Linked DNA regions of Anser cygnoides: region 1 is linked to region 2. The links are chromatin contacts, called in public Hi-C maps. All regions are on one chromosome and are shown on one strand. Each heading gives the region's core, a stretch centred on a gene start, on an enhancer-like site or on the middle of the called end of the contact. The rest is flanking DNA. Distances are from core to core; before and after follow the strand shown. Region 1 overlaps SAMD12 (sterile alpha motif domain containing 12). Region 2 holds the start of EXT1 (exostosin glycosyltransferase 1).

Evidence for each region. Hi-C and Micro-C count contacts between places; a contact is called where the count stands out from the background.
Region 1: a contact with region 2 is called in a Hi-C map of granulosa cells, with 2.5 times the contacts expected there. The contact joins the enhancer-like site here to the promoter of EXT1 in region 2. A contact is called at or near these places in 3 of 7 Hi-C or Micro-C datasets (granulosa cells and liver).

What each region holds. Positions count from the first base shown.
Region 1 is chr2:149,436,601-149,441,327 of Taihu_goose_T2T_genome, reverse strand. All of the region lies in intron 4 of SAMD12 (sterile alpha motif domain containing 12), which reads left to right. Among named protein-coding and RNA genes, the nearest start is that of SAMD12, 58 kb to the left of the region's middle. Within about 2 kb of position 1,812, at least 2 of the 3 cell types and tissues checked have open chromatin away from gene starts, as enhancers often do.
Region 2 is chr2:149,299,942-149,304,528 of Taihu_goose_T2T_genome, reverse strand. EXT1 (exostosin glycosyltransferase 1) reads left to right here and starts at 1,826. Exons shown (of 11, transcript XM_013184993.3): 1 at 1,826-3,361. The coding sequence starts at 2,388.

The DNA.
Region 1 (4,727 bases), core at 563-3,062, 140 kb before region 2:
AAGCATTGACTACTTTATTAATAGCTTTAACGCTTTGCCAAATGTTGAAGCTCTACCCTTTCATTTTATTTGTCAGGAAGTTCTCTTTCTACAGGTTTTTGGAGCTATCACCAGTTGTTAGTGATCAGATTATTACTTTACCGTGTCCCTTGGCTGTGCGATCCCATTATCTAGAAGCTAGGCAGGGTGAAGCACTGTTATTACCTAGAGATCTCCAAGGAGCAGTGTGAAACCATAGGAAGTAACATTGTTAACTTCCAGTGCGCTTCTTTATTTCCTTGTTTTATTTCCCCACTTGGTTAATACTAATGAACTGCTTCAATATGGTGCATAACAGCTTGGAGTCGTCCACTGAAACAAAGGATGGAGTCCTCAGTTCGCAACTGGTCATGAAATATTTAGGCCTTCCTATGAATTGTGCTGATTCCAAGTATTTTGCCTATTTTGCCCTGACCAAAGTCTCATTAAGTTGTAATTCTTTAGTGCTTTTAAAAATTTCTGCTGTATCCGTTGAGTTTGGAACTTACTTTCTCAGCTAGGTTAAACTGCTGGTCAGTACCTCTGGGTTCTCGTTTACTGCAAAGTTTTTTTTTTTTTTCTGCAGCATTTTGGAAGTTCAGATTCCCATTCTGTTTGGAATTGGGACAAAAATGGGAGGTATTGGATGATCTTCTTTCAGATTACTTGTGCTATTGCCTGGGAAGGAGTATTTATCTTCTTGCTGCGCAGACATGAAGTCAATTTTATGGCTCAGTTGTAGGTAAGGAAAACTTAGATGGGGAAAACTTCAGTGATTAAGTGGAGGAGTTGTTAGAGGACCTTATAATTCTTCACTCTGAAGAAGGGAATTAATTTGCTGCTTAGTGGGTGTGTGTTTGTGATATCAGTGAGCAGCTAGAGCTGATTCGTTTTATTTTAGCTTGTTACTTGCCAGCATGTGCTATTCATGATACAGGGATTTAGTCTTAACGTAATCTTATAATTATTTGGCAGCGTTCCCTGGTCTAATAACAAAGCTAACCTAATGATGAAACACAGAAGAAAGCTTTCCTGAAATCCCAAACCTGGAGGAAGCCGCATCCAAGAGTTTGGCTTCTGTTTTGTGACACAAACAAGCGAGTGCAGAGTTAATCTCACACATCCGATCTGTCTGTAATTTGTGGTATTCCTCCCTTCACCTCAGACTTCGACCATTAGCTAATCCCCCGTGACTATTCCCTAGAGAGGAGCCCTCAGACAATGATGCTGTGATTGCAGGTTCTCTGCTGTCTCTCTCTCTTTTTTTTTATATGTATATGTAGCCAACAAATCTGCTCTTCCACTGTATCTCTCACAAACAGATTAATTCTTATCCTAAATTTTGCTCTCTATTGTGCTTCCCCATGTTGTCAACTACCTTCTGCTTTCTTTCCTCTGGACTTTTTGTCAGGATCCTCATGGAATTGCCAACAAGAGCTGGACTTGTCCTGTGTAGGCATTTTGTGCCCAGAATTCCCCCAGTGTTACTGGGTGAAGGGAAATAGCCATATGTAGTCTTCAGTACATCCCAAGTGCGTCTAGGTTGATGTTTAGAAAGAAGTGGAAATGCACTTGGGAAAGCAGTGGTGTTTTTTTTTGTCTTGTTTTTTACTTCACTCTTTTGCAAAACTTGAATAAAAACTTTAAAACAGCTTGGAGAGACCCGATTCTTTCTCTCCCACTGTGAAATGTAGTAGAAACGCTTTTTTTTCTGTAGTTCAGTAAAGACCTCAGCAGTTTATTGATATGTAGTGCAATAATTCTTAGTTCCTCAGGGGGGAGCTTGCACACCAGCTAAATAACTGATTTCCAGCCTCTGGTTCAGGCTTCCGGTAGGCTATATTTACAGCAACTTTATGATGCTGTATTGGGAACCTGCTATCCAGTCTGAAGCAAAATTACAGCAGCAGCTCTAAGTAACTACAGTAGGCTTTATCCCAACAGAATATCAGCATTCGGGTAAGTCGGTGACAACTACACCCTGTCTGTGTAGGACAAGCCAGTCCTTACCCCGTTTTCAGTCTCTTCTGATTAATTTGTAGACTGTTGCTCGTCAGATGCTAATTTTTTCATGTCCCTTTTTGAAAACGATTCAGTTTTTGGAAATATCAGCCCAGGCAGCTGAGCCTTTTACAGAGAACAAAGAGAGTGGAGGAAAAAGCACTCTTCTCTTCCCTACCTCCCCCATATTCTACTCAAAGTAAAATCCAAAGCTGCTTTTTTTGAACAGCTCAAGTGCAGAAGCAGCTGGCCTCTGAAAGTCAAGATTTGCCAAGGGAATAGCCTTCAGTAAAAAGAAGTGCCTCCCAGCGGTCCAGTGAAAATTATTGTTTGATTTCATATAGTTAATTGAACAGGTTGAAAAGTCTGACAGGGTCTGGTACGGTGCATTTGACACTGAGCTTTATCCTCATTACTGCAGAATACACAGCAGAGGGAGGTCACAAATACCTGGCTCCTTCAGCCAAGATGTAAGGACCCGGCGTTTTCCTCTTGAATTCAGTTGAAGGAGCTCTCGGAACAGGGGAAAAAAAAAAAAAAAAAAGAGGCTGGATCCCGTCCAAGCCTTTACTGCATTTAGGAATTGACTTTCAGCCCTTTGCCCAACGAGGATCTGCGCACCCTGTGAAGTGTTTATCCGAGTCCTCAGGTCTCAGCAGTGATCAACGCTTACCCGATGCAGGAGCAGGCTTACTGTCCTCCTGCGTGCGGCTGGTAGGGCTGCTCGCTTCTGAAGAAGAGGAATCCAGCGTGAGAAACTTGAGCCTTTTTATTGATTTTTTTGTTATCTGTGACCAGGAGCCCTGCAGGTATAAATGCGAGCCTAGACACACACAAAGTAGGTTCTTAATAAGCCATTTTGGTCTGCAGCATGGGCACCTAGATTAATCTATGGACCTTCTTAAGTTGTCATGCCTTCAGTGCATCTTTTTAAAGTAATAATAATAGTTCCTTCCCTCCCCCCAGGTTTCATTAACCTTACTGAGCCCAAAAGTACTTATCGGAGGCCAACTCTGTTAAACAGCAATCAGCATTAAGTGGCTAACCTCAGATAAAACTTGGGAACTCCTGTTCTAATGGCTTACTATTAATTGCAACTACTGTCTAACGTGGTCCTGTATGTGAGTGCATGTATTTGAAGGCTGTGTTGCTGCTGAAAATCAGGTCACTGAAGTACATTCTGCTGTGGATTTTAGTCGTTTAGGATTACCTTGCTGCATATTTACAGCAGAAGCAGGGTTAAAGGATGGCGCACAGAAATGAAGTCAGAACGTGAGCTATCCCACGGAAGGCTTGTGAATCCCAGGAGCCTGCAATGCAGCAGGCTGTACAGACCTCACCCAGTTCTCCAACAGCTCTGCTTGAAGCACAGAGGAATTCCTGCCCACCAGCTTGGTAAGAGAAGCCTCCAACTTCCACAGACTGAAAACGTCGCTTCTTAATCACTGACTGAAAAAAAAACACAAATGCTCCCCAAAGGGGAATTCGAGGTTCTGTTCAGTGAAATGCAGAACAATGATACACTTGAGGAAATGTGTATCTTTTGTCACTGCGCCATGTATTTAAGACAGGCCGTCAGCGTAATCCCTGTCCTGTCAATTGTTCTGACAGGGCACCTGCATTTCCCTCTGCTGTGATTAGAGGAAGATCTTCTGCCGAACTGTTTGGTAGTCCAAACAGGTTTATGTATATAAACCTCAGTCGCTATCCCTGCGGGTTTTGTTGGGTGCAGCGAATCGCAGAATTGAGATGACTTACTTGTTCACAGGTCAAAATAACAAAATCCTGGAGTTATTTAGGTTGGAAGGGTCCACTTGAAATCATCTAGTCCACTCTCTGGCTCAAGCAGGGTCAGCTGCAGTAGATTGTCCAGGACCGTGTCCAGCAGGGTTTAGAATCACCTGCACAGATGGTCTATTTAGTCAAGGTTTTCCTTGACTATAATTTTCAGCGTACACTTTTTAATGTTTATTTTGCATAGGCTGCATAGATTTTATCTCTTAGCACATGTTCGTGACCTAAATATAACAGCTCAGAACCTGAAGATGGATTAGTAGGGTTATTCAAAAAACAGTGCCAAATGTGGAACAATCCCAAGTGGCTTATAAGGAAATGTTTGTTACGTGTTCTAATTTTTTGTTGCTGTTGTTAAGTATAAACACCGTCTGGAGAAATGCCAGGAATGTGACGATCTGTTGTGAGCAAATCTATAAAGTGCTGCGATCCAATCTGTTGTCAGGCACTAGTTAAACTGCGGTGCTAAAATGCCGGTGTCCATCGGTTTATGAATGTTAGACGCATGTAGATAAAGCTTGTCATATACTGGCTTATCAAAAACAAACAAAAGACAGCTTGACTGTGATGAATGTCACCTGTAACCTTTATCCTAAGCTAATCTACTTCTGAATTTGCCATTCACAGACGTGTACAATCCTTTTTTATGTCACATTAAGCCACATTCAGACCCATATCATACCGACTCGCTCCAAGTCCATCTCGTGGAGAAAGCTTCTTTCTTTTCAAAAATGATGTTCTGGGATTTTTTTTTCTTTTTGTTACACTCAGCACAAGGAGCTACAGACCTGTTAGCCTCTTGCCAATTCTGCCAAAATAATGGAACAGTTAATTTGGGTTTCTGTCAACAAAGAATTGCATTGTATAGTTAACACCAGTCGTCTTGATGTCCGACCTGTCAAACTAACCTGATA
Region 2 (4,587 bases), core at 577-3,076:
GCTCTCCTTTGCTGAGGAGGCACGACGTCTTCACGCCTGTTATCTTCACATTTCTTCTTCTCAGCTCCACAGAAGGGAGGGAGATGAGGAGAAGACACGACAGGAGCCCCAGGGGCATGGAAGAGCATGGGGACGGGCACGCTGTTTGTCAGGACAGGGTTTGTGGCCTTCGGCTGGCTTGACCCAACTCTGCTCCGGCACAGCAGCAGGAGGGTGGGAGGTGGGATCGCAGCGGAGGGAGACCCACCCGTTATGGCTTTAACACTGGTACCAGCAGTAGGGCAAGCGTGTTGGCACAGGTTTTTCCATGGGATGGTTCCTTGGCATCTACGGCTTGTGCAACCAGCTTGAAGCCCGCCCCATCCCATTCCACTGCCCTCAATTGCTGAGCTAGGAAGGCCTGACACCCGCACACCGAAACATCTCTGGTGTTGTTGCCCCTCGCAGAGCCGTGTGTGCACAGGCATTGCTGCCACACGTCCTGCTGCTCTCCTGCCACCTCCTGCAGCCCGGCTGTGCCATCGGGTTCGCCACCCAACCAGCAGCGTGGCTCCCTCCAGCAAACCAGGCTGCTGGTTACGGAGCTAAACGCTGAGGAGTGGGTGAGATCAAGCACAAACACACAGCTGGAGGGATGTTCGGGTGCTCCAGCAGCTGCCTGTAGCAGCACTCGACCACCAGCAGCTGCTCCCTGGCCAGCCCCATGAGGTTTGGGGTGCTTGTTCTGGAGCACTTATTGTAGAATCACAGAATCAGTAGGGTTGGAAAAGCCCTCCAAGACCATCTGGTCCAACCATCCCCCCTACCACCAATGTCACCCACTAAACCATGTCCCCAAGCACCACGTCCAGCCTTTCCTTGAACACCCCCAGGGACGGTGACTCCACCACCTCCCTGGGCAACCCGTCCCAGTGCCTGACTGCTCTTTCTGAGGAGAAATGTCTCCTTGTTTCCAACCTGAACCTCCCCTGGCACAACTTGAGGCCATTCCCTCTGGTCCTATCACTGGTTACCTGCGAGAAGAGGCCGACCCCCAGCTCCCCACACCTTCCTTTCAGGCGGCTGCAGAGAGCAATGAGGTCTCCCCTGAGCCTCCTTTATTTTTATTATTTATTTTTTTTATTTTTTATTTTTCCCCCATTTTTGAGGTTTAATTTCTTGCTCTTACAAACTCAAAGCATAGCAGCACATAAAAGCACGGGGCCCCGGGCAACCACATCTAGTCGGTGGCATCCACCCTTGCCTGCGTTGGGACAGGATGATCTTCAAGGTCCCTTCCAACCTGAGTTTTCCTACGGTAAGTTTTACAGTTAGAAAGCCCTTTGTCCCGGGGGCTTATCCTACCAGCCATGAGACCCAGCTCGGCGGGTGGCAGGGGGCACAGCCGCCCAGACCATCTCAGAAACAGCAGCCAGGCGTTGGGACGGGTGGTTCCAGCGTGGGGGGGGGGGGCGTTGGCGGAGTCACCTCCCCCGGGGTGAAGGCGCTCGGGGACACGACCCAGCGGTGACAGCAGCGGACACCCCACAGGTCGCCCCCCTACGGGGACACCCCCGGGGGCTCGGCGCGCCCCGGCGCCGCCGCAGCGCCCCCCCCCCCCCGCCCCCCGCCCGGCGGCTTTATGAATGGGCGCAGCGGAAGCCCCGCCCCCCGGACGTGACGCCCAGCCAATGGGGGCGCGGGGCTGCGTGGCTGGGTGAGGTCAGCGCGGCGGGGCCGGGGCCGGGGCCGGGCCGGGGGCGGCGGCGGCGGCAGCGGGAGGGGGGGGGGGGCGGCGGCGGCGGAGCCGGGCGGGGGGCGGGGGGGGGGGACGCGCGCGGAGGGACGAGGAGGAGGAGAAAGAGCAGGAGGAGGAGCAGGGGGCTGCCGCCGGTCCCCGCCGCCGTTCCGCGGAGGGCAGCTCGGGGCGATGCAGGGCTTCGTCAGGCTGTGAGCGCCCCGCCGCCGGCAGCGGGAGCAGCAGCAGCAGCAGGAGGAGGAGGAGGAGGAGGAGGAGGAGGAAGGGGAGGGAGCGTGGCGGAGCGCAGCGCCGCGAAGGCGGGAGCGGGGCTGCCCCGGTGCCCGCCCCGCGCGGGGGGCCGGCCCCTGAGTGCATGCGGGGCGCCCCGCCGGGCCGCCGCCGGCCCGCTGCCGCCCGCCGCTGAGAGCCCGGCGGCGAGGAGGTCCGGGCGGGCGGTCGCCCACATGCGCGGCCCCAGCCCGCGGCTTGGGGAACGGCGCCGAGCGGAGGAGGCGGGCGAGGGGAGCTGGAAGCGGCCGGCAGCGGCGGCGGCGGCGGCGAGGAGGAGAAGATGGCGGAGCGGCGGAGGAGCTGAGAGCGGCGCCCGGAGAAGTGGGGCCGCCCCCGCAGCCTTCCTCCGCAGCCCCCCGGACCCCCCGGCGGCCACATGCAGGCCAAAAAACGCTACTTGACGCTGCTCTCCGCCGCCACCTGTCTCGCCCTGCTGCTCTACCTCGGAGGCGTGCAGCTGCGGGCAGCCCGCGCCCCGCCGCCCGGCGGCCGGCATGGGGCTCCCCCGCGGCCCGGCAGCGAGCGGCCCTGGCCCCGCTTCCCCGACGCCCTCCGGCCCTTCGCGGACCCGGAGGGGGCCGGGGGGGGCGACGCCGGGGGGGGCGGCGGCGGCGGCGGCGGCCGGGTCTCGCCCCGGCAGCGGCGGGACGGCAGCGCCGGGCTGTACCGCGGGCGGCGGTGCCGCATGGAGTCCTGCTTCGACTTCGCCCTTTGCCAGAAAAACGGCTTCAAGGTCTACGTGTACCCGCAGCAGAAGGGGGAGAAGATCGCCGAGAGCTACCAGAACGTGCTGGCGGCCATCGAGGGCTCCCGCTTCTACACCTCCGACCCCAGCCAGGCGTGTCTCTTCGTCCTCAGCCTGGACACGCTGGACCGGGACCAGCTCTCCCCGCAGTACGTGCACAACCTCCGCTCCAAAGTGCAGAGCCTCCACTTGTGGAACAATGGTAGAAATCACTTGATTTTTAATTTATATTCCGGCACCTGGCCCGACTACACCGAGGACGTGGGCTTCGACATCGGCCAGGCCATGCTGGCCAAAGCCAGCATCAGTACTGAAAACTTCAGACCCAATTTTGATGTTTCTATTCCGCTCTTTTCTAAGGATCATCCTAGGACAGGAGGGGAGAAGGGATTTTTGAGGTTTAACACCATCCCTCCTCTCAGGAAGTACATGTTGGTATTCAAGGGGAAAAGGTACCTGACAGGGATAGGGTCAGACACCAGGAATGCCTTATATCACGTCCATAACGGGGAGGATGTTGTCCTCTTGACCACCTGCAAGCATGGCAAAGACTGGCAAAAGCACAAGGATTCGCGTTGCGATAGAGACAACACCGAATACGAGAAGTAAGTGAGCGCTGCCCCCGCCTCGCGCGCGCGGCTCCGGGGCCACGGCGCCCGAGGGCGAGCTCTCGAGCGCCGGTGGCTGCCCTCGGGACAGAGGAGAGTCTCCGTGTACCCCTCTGGCTGGCCCTGGGCGATGCCTCGGGTCGGGGAGCGGGGAGGGAGGTGGTGGAAGGGGCCACGGGGGACGCGGCTGCGGCTCGCGTCGCCTGGGGACCGGCGGAGCGCTGGTGCCCTCGGCTCGGCGAGTGAGGATGCTGCTGGAGGATGCTCGGGCACCTGGTGCTACCCTGCCTCCCCGTCCGGCCTCTCCGGGTAGATGCCCTGCCCGAGACAAAGTTTGGGGAGGGCTGGAGTTGGCGAGAGCGGCGGTTGGGATGGTGTCCGAAAGCGCTGCCTGCCGTCCAGGTGGTTTCCCCGGGTGGTTTACCCGAGGTAGCAACTTGCCTCGCGGGCCGGTTTCCCCTTGGCTCGAGCTGATACAACATCAGAGGAGCGAGGAGGAGAAAGAGAAGCTCTCCGTGTGAATGCCCCGTGCTCGAGTTCCTGATTTTTGTGTGTGAGGGAACGCGTCCGTGGTGTGAGCGCAGCTCGCATTTTCCCTTAACGCTCCCGCTCTCGGCTTTCCCCGATACTTGTTTTTATTTGCTGGCGCCGTCAGGTTGCTGTGGCGTTACCTTTCCAGTACGCTTTTCAGGTTCGTACAAAGAGCTGCCGGGAAAATCGCTTCCTGGGAATTGCCTCCAGAACCGCGGTGCTGATCAAGCTGTTTGCAGCCCGTTTAAATGCTGACCACCGCTACATTTCCTGCGGAGTGGATGTACGCGAAGTTTTTAGCATGGGAATGTGTTCCGCGTTGCGGGAGCCAGGCGCTGAATTAAAACAGAGCAGCCTCGCACCGCGGAGCTGCCGAGGGCTAGAGGAAGGGGTTTGCAATGCATAGTGAGCGTGGGTGGGAAAATACTCCTGGGGAGGAGCGGTGGAGAACCTACAGTGCCATTAACGCTGATCAAAATTTGCAGTTGGCTGCCTGCTTCTCCACCGAAAGTAGCCATGGGGCTGTGAGAGGGATCGGCCGGGTCAGCACCAAAGCACGAGGAGGGCTGTGTGTTCTTGGGTGAACTCTGTTCGCCTTCCCGTTCTTGTAAATTCCCCCTAAGGGGGGAGAAGACAGCGGTGCAAATACTTCCTACACTTTTAATGCCATTCGCTTTTGGGAAACTGACGAT